Linked DNA regions of Anas platyrhynchos: region 1 is linked to region 2. A link is a contact called in public Hi-C data. All regions are on one chromosome and are shown on one strand. Each heading gives the region's core, a stretch centred on a gene start, on an enhancer-like site or on the middle of the called end of the contact. The rest is flanking DNA. Distances are from core to core; before and after follow the strand shown.

Region 1 (3,570 bases), core at 373-2,872, 270 kb after region 2:
GCAACATATAGGGAACAAATATTTCAGGCTTGTACAGCTTAAATGAGGCTCAGAGTTTTCGCTAACTCTTGAGCTTCAAAAAAAAAAAAAAAAAAAAGATACCAAATATGGAAAAAATAAATTAAACTAGAAGGAATTCCAGAAGGTTATGAGCAAAAAAGTAGGTTGGAATTAAAGTTTAAGGTCACTATTCGTTTTAGTGACTGTTCTATTTCAGTATGCCTTTAACTGTATATTTTGCAACTAAAATGATGGCTACTATATAAAAACTAATACTTTATAATAGCTTTGTTATTCATTTACATAAAAATAACTTCTGAAATAATTAAGTGAAATCAGTTTCAGAAACTTCCTCCCATTTTACATAACAGTTAAATATGAAATGCTGTATCCAATTTTCCAATGTTGCCTGGTTCACGGAAGAATAAATTGTTTCTAAATTAACAAGTTTAAATACATAGTATGAAAGCACCTATAAAATCAGCAAATACTGATTATCTATGCAAGTGTGTCTAATATAAATGTAGTATGTGCTTTCCTGTATTCCCTGTTTGATGTTTCAGTTTAATTGACTACTGCCATAAACATCAAGAATGTAGGAAGGAAAAGGAACTGTTTTGTAACGACTATGCTCTTTGGATCTCTACAATTGCTAGAGTCCCGTGTGAAATACCAAATGATGATTTCAGTACTTAATCTATTATTTTTCTTTGAAACTACTTCATTTTTTTTTCACATTAAGTATACCTCCTTCTAAGAAAATAGCTGCGTTTTCAGAGGCTAGCTTAGCTGGCAGAACCTGAGTAAGATGTAGACATATAGCTACCTCTTGTGGCAAAAGTAGTATACTCATACTACTGAACTATTGAGGTTTCTTACATTATGCTTGATGTGATTGATAAACCTGTATAGCAACTTAGCAAACTAGGAAAGCTGGAGAGTAAGAAATACTCAGGTTTCATAATTTTAATAGACTCTTCATCTGAAGAGTGAACTAAAAACTGGTAATTTGTTACAAATGAAATGCCAGAAATGTATGTTAATAATAAAGTTATCTAAAAGTTTTCCACTAAAATCCAGTAAGAGTGGAATAATGGCCAGGACTGGGGTCTATGGCCAGGTTTGACAAGAAGAAAAAGGCTGTTCACTATCAGGTTGAATCATTGTTCTCTGCATGGTTTCACTGAATAAAGTGAAAACGATAACTAGTGAAAAGAGAAAGCAAAGTGCCTTAAAGTTTACAGTAGCTGAGAAAGACTGAAAACAGTTACCAGGTACAAGCGTGGTTCAATAATGTATTCCGCAGAACAGCAGCAGCCATTCAGCTAACGGTGAGGAAGACAAGAAGCAGTCAAAGCTTTAGGTCTGGAAGCTCTAAGGAATGCTATACTGGGTATCTGCAAAGAATCCCATCACACCTACTCTCTTAAAAAAAGATTTAATGCACAAATGGCTCAAAAGCATGAAAAAAATTTGCATTCCTCCTAAACCGATCACCTAAACTGATCAGCTGCAAGCATCTGCCCTGCTCGTGCTAAGGAAGGAAGGACAGCCTATGAGATGCAGAAAGAGAACACAAGGAATAACAGCATGTTGAAACCATGGTCATCAAGGACAGTGAGGGTTTCAAAACAGGATTGCTTACTGTGAACTTGTTTTGGGAGTTATGCTCAACAGTGTCACAGACGACACTGATTAGGCCAAGGAATTTTTACATTCCAGAAACACATTCCTCTACCAATGCAGCTGAAGAGGAATTCAGTAGATGTACATGTTTGTGTGTATACCAGTTGGATTTTGCATAGCACGGAGAGGTTACTGTGCTTAAAATTATTTGCAAATCTGTGCATACTGCTTGGAGAGGGACAGACTGAATGAGTACATCTCAGAAGGAAGAAAGGCTTTAAACAGTTATTTTATTTTGTTAAACCTTTCATTATGGTTCCCTTTTATTGTAGATTTCCAGATTAGCCACATGTTTTTCCTTTGTCATTTAATCTGCTTCATGGCTTCACACAAAAGTCAGAAGTCACGTACTCTCAATTCAGACTTAAGTCTGTACAATGAATAACAACACATACCATAATTCATTCCAGAACAGCTAAAGTTACACATTGCCAAATTCCCAAACAGCTCTGCCAAGCACCACCCAAGATGTTAGAGTCAGGTGCTAAGAGGTAGACACTCAGCCTCACTCAAGAAATTCATCCCTGCAGAGAAGTCCAGAAGCCTTCAAACAGAAGGTGTGACATTATCAAATTTAGGAATACATGTATGTTGAAGGCCTTGTAGCTAGCAGCATTTACTGAAATCTGTTTTCATGGCTTTTATTGCCAGTTGTCTTCAGCCGCTCCCACTTCTCTAAGGTGTTTTAAAGTCTACAGACAAGAAACAACCCCATATTAAGCAATGTTATTTCCATCAAGAAGTTCTACAGAATAAATTGTTTCCTGAAACCATGCCATTCTTGTTAAATGCTTCCATCATTTGCAAAAGCAGGCTTCCTGCATGGCTTTGATCCATTCCAGCAAACCAACTGTATTTGTTCCTTATGTTCTGAATTTAGCTGTAGTTCATATTTAAATAAAGGCAAAGTAATAAATTCAGACTAGAACTAGATAAAACTCCCTAAAACAAGGTAAAACTGATTCATCATAGCATCACCAATGATGCAAACACAAACAAAAAAGATGTCAGAGCTGATGGCACAAACAGGATGAAAAACTGTCAAGTCTATTCTTTAAAAGTTTAAAATACAATTTTTATTTTCTGTTTTGTTCTTGTTATTAAGAATACTGTTATAAGCAGGACACCTTAAAAAATATATATAAATTTGAGAAAATAAAGCACCTTACAGAAAAGCACTTGTCAGAATACAACAGTTAAGTAAAAGATTGACTTGGCTGAAATGGAAGTGTTCTTAATTATAAAACACTTCAGCAGAAGAGTTTATTCTCTGTACACTTCTGTACTGGGTTTACATGGCAAGGTTTTGGTAGCAGGGGCTGCAGAAGTGGCCTCTGTGAGAAGAAGCCAGCAGCTGCCCCACGTCAGATAAGAGCCAGTTTCAGACGGCTCCAAAGGGACCCGCCGCTGGCCAAAGCCAGGCCAATAAGCGATGTTCTTTGCGCCTCTGTGAGAGCAGATTTGATAAAAGGGGAAAAACAAAAACAAAATGCTGTGCAACAGCAGCTAGGGGAATGAGAAGTGAGAAACAGACTTGCAGACACCAAGGTGAGTGCAGCAGGAGGGCAGGAGGTGCTGCAGGCAGGCAGCAGCAGTTCCCCTGCGGGCTGTGCAGGGAGAGGCCCCTGGTGGAGCAGGCTGTCCCCCTGCACCCATGGGTCCCACATGGAGCAGATCTCCACGCTGCAGCCCCCCCATGGGTGGAGGAGCCCCTGGTGGAGCAGGTGGATGTGGCCTGGAGGAGGCTGCGGCCTGTGGAGTCCCCGCAGGAGCAGGCCCCGGGCCGGAGCTGCAGCCGGTGGAGAGGAGCCCCCGCAGGAGCAGGGGGCCTGGGGGGAGCTGCTGCCCACCCATGAGGGACCCGTGCTGGAGCAGTTTGCTCCT
Region 2 (3,457 bases), core at 477-2,976:
TTCATGGCAGCTGATGCAGTTTTGCTTATTTACTAAGTTCCATTTTTAACTGATTTGGCACTCCTGCAATTTGCAGAAGTTTTTCCAAGATATTAAATCTCATTTCTGGACCATACTCATTCTGGAATCATTCCAGCTTTTGCCCACGTCAAGATCCTTACAACTTCTTTGATTGAAGTTTTACAGAATGTTGTGTTTAAAACTGATATTCAGGCAGATAAAGTTTTGTTCTGGACTTAACTTTGACAAACCAAACTTTTTCGTTACTAATATATACTGAAAAATATTAATTTGATGCATGAAAACTCACGATCTGTTTCCTTCGAGCACATCTCTTTTCAGGGTTGTGCAGGGTTTTTGTATTCTTCCCCTCAATGTTGTCTTTCTACGTACGTAACCCCTCCCCAACCAAAAAGTTGCTGATTGTTTATTTTATTAGTGAAAAAGGACTTGAGCCTGATGCTTTCAATAGCCTTGAGAATCAAAGTGATCTCAAACGGAGTAAGGATGGTTTGCTAGTGAAATTTCCTTCAGAGCTAGATGTGAGTTTGCAATGAGCTAATTCCAAAAGTTATCTTGCTTCAGGAAATATTTTTCCATTATGTGGGAAGCAAACAAGATTAAAGTATAAACTTGAGAACTAACTATCACTGTGATCAGGTCAGAGTCCACATGCTTCTCAAACACTCATTGCACTTATTATAATGCCTGTTTCTTTTGTAGTTTGCATTCTTATCTCTAAATTAAGTTACAGAATCCTCAGACTGTACAAAATCTGCAAACACGACATGACTCAATGTTTTATGGCCTTCTCTGTATCCACCTACAAATAAATGTAAACAAACAAAAAACAGTGAAGACATAAATGCAAAGCTTTCTTTCTCTTTTTCTCCAGAGACTCAATTTTCAACCAGAGAAGCCATAAACATTTTTACAAGTTTACTTGTCAAGCTACTGGCTACTAGCATCTCACTTATTCCCCAGAATCATAGCACATTTAAAATTTTGCTTGGAATGCATTTGTTTGTGGAGCTGTGAATGATCTGCTTGTTTATGAGTACTGCTAAACATCATCTTCCGTGCATGTGATTTTTCATCTCTTCTTCACCCTGATTAAATACGGAATCTTAAAAACCTTCTGGAAATGAGTGACTATCATACAAGCTAGTATTTGCTAAATGCAGAGTCAAGAATAGGAAACGTGATTAAAATGGCACCATCATCCTGTGTCTATGGATGTGTTGAACTGCATTCACCAAACAGGAATGCAGTTTTGTTTTCAAGAAATCTTATGATTGCCTATAGAAGTGGATTGTGTGCTAAGTAAGGTGTGTTTAGGTATAGGTATAGATACATGCTTGTTTCTGCTGAGATTCTGAAGTAATGTATGCTAATGCAAGGTACAAGGACCTATGCAAATATGCAGTATAATTTACTGGCTCAACAAAGAATGTCTGAATCGAAACAACAGACTGTTACTAGAGATATTATAATTAAATACCGATTGATTCATAATACTTGTCTCGCGTACTGCTTGTCATACGTAAGCAGTAGTATAACTATACAAAAGCATGAGCTGCAGTGGCAGGGAGTAAGAATGAATGAGTTCTGTGACTACATGAAGCAATACCAACAGCTGCTTCAACAATGCAACCTACGCACCCTTTTAATGTTTCTCAAGATGACACCTGTGCCTGTGGGCTAGACGCTAGGAGTACTGGCCTCAGTACTAGGTCAGTGCTAGGTTGAAGGTTGGACTAGATGATCTTAGAGGTCTTTTCCAACCTGAACGATTCTATGATTCTGAGCGGCTGATTTGCAATGCAGTGAGGCAGGGCTTCACCACAGGACTGAGTTCCTGGAGCTAAACAAGCTCCTGCTTGTATGCTGAGCCACGTGCACTCTGACAGAGGGCACAGCCTTAGACCATAACAAGTATTAGGTAATGTATCCTAATTTAAGCCTCTTCCTTTTCAAGGTAGGTCACATTAACCTCACATTTGCTATGAGAATGGCACATTCATGGATATTCAGGACAGGTCAGCTGATATACAGTTGAATTCCAGTAATTTCGCTTCTGTCCTCTTCCAGCCGTCTTCAGGGTGTTGCTTAATGGTACCACAGACTGATCTGTACTACTTAGCATTGGCACAGTCCTTTCCTCCTGCCTAGCCAGAGGCCTGTTCAAGGGCACATGTACTTGTGAAACCGAATGATGTTCTGATGCAAGGCTAAGATCAGGCCATAAGCTTTTTACTAGTCAGTGTGTTACCTTTCTATACTTAGGCTGCTTTCATGAGCAGTGGAGCTCATCTAATGGGCCATGACTACCAAAACATGAGTTCATTGTCTTTTCCACCCAATCAACCTCACCCATCCCCTTGCCGTCTCCTCCTTAGCTGCTGTCACTCCACTAATGGATATTCACAGGCCATGACCTTCCCTGACACTGATTCTCCCTCTCTGTGATTTTTGTGTGTGTGAATTTATATCACTTTTCTGATGAAAACAACAGGGCAGGCTGGATGGGGCTTTGGGCAGCCTGGTCTAGTGGGAGGCGTCCCTGCCCATGGCAGGGGGTTGAAACTGGGTGGGCTTTAAGGTCCCTTTCAACCCAAACCATTCTGTGATTGTATGACTTGATGAAGAGGTAACTGTGAACATACAGATTTTCAAATCCAACAGGTTATTTCAAAATTAATGGCATATTGGAATGTTAATGAGGATAAATACATTGATGAATGCCTCATGCAAAACCTACTTAGACAAACTTTCTTGCAAATATATGTTTTTCTTCTGCCAGTTTACTATTTATTTCCCTTTCTAAGAATTAAGAAGTGAGAAGTGAGTTTCTGGTTATTATTTGTGTCAGTAAACACACATAAGCTGTAATGACCCATGGGATCTTTCTAAAATAGCTGCTGCTCTAATAAAGAACAACAAAAAAGAGGGTCTTAAACTCCATACCTTATGAGGTAGGCAGGCAGGAAACAGGACACTAGAGAATGAGAGCATATTTCCCATTATGATAGAAACTGGTCTCAGCAAAAGGTTATCATTTATTTAATGACTGAATCCTAATTTATCTGTATAGAAGAGCAGTGTAAAGATAGTTAAGAAACAAGTATTTACAAATTTCTAAGAGCAAAATTCTCTTAGTCAAGTTATCCCGGGAAACAAATTGCTCCTGTATGGTAGCAATTCAGCAGATGGCACTCTTTCCTCTGAGGACCTTCTGTATCAACGTCCTGTACTGTAACGGGAGGCAGTGTTCTTTTGCAGATGATAGGCTATTTGTTTCTCAGTTTGGATGTAAAATCAAGGTCCTCAGCATTTGTAATTATATATTCTAGGTTGTATGTGCAAGAATTAAAATACCGATATAAAATACCGATACTCACGTACTCCTTATGCACTCATTTGGGAAATATGGGTATCTTACTTTCTGCAGTTTCAG

The links. Hi-C and Micro-C count contacts between places; a contact is called where the count stands out from the background.
Region 1: a Hi-C map of small yellow follicle shows a contact between it and region 2, with 2.8 times the contacts expected there. The contact joins two enhancer-like sites. A contact is called at or near these places in 4 of 8 Hi-C or Micro-C datasets (skeletal muscle, small yellow follicle and subcutaneous adipose tissue).

Annotation. Positions count from the first base shown.
Region 1 is chr7:881,824-885,393 of IASCAAS_PekinDuck_T2T, forward strand. The region is part of intron 2 of TANC1 (tetratricopeptide repeat, ankyrin repeat and coiled-coil containing 1); the gene reads right to left. Among named protein-coding and RNA genes, the nearest start is that of TANC1, 13 kb to the right of the region's middle. Within about 2 kb of position 1,623, at least 4 of the 8 cell types and tissues checked have an H3K27ac peak or open chromatin away from gene starts, as enhancers often do.
Region 2 is chr7:614,390-617,846 of IASCAAS_PekinDuck_T2T, forward strand. No RefSeq gene overlaps it. Among named protein-coding and RNA genes, the nearest start is that of BAZ2B, 11 kb to the right of the region's middle. Within about 2 kb of position 1,727, at least 1 of the 8 cell types and tissues checked has an H3K27ac peak or open chromatin away from gene starts, as enhancers often do.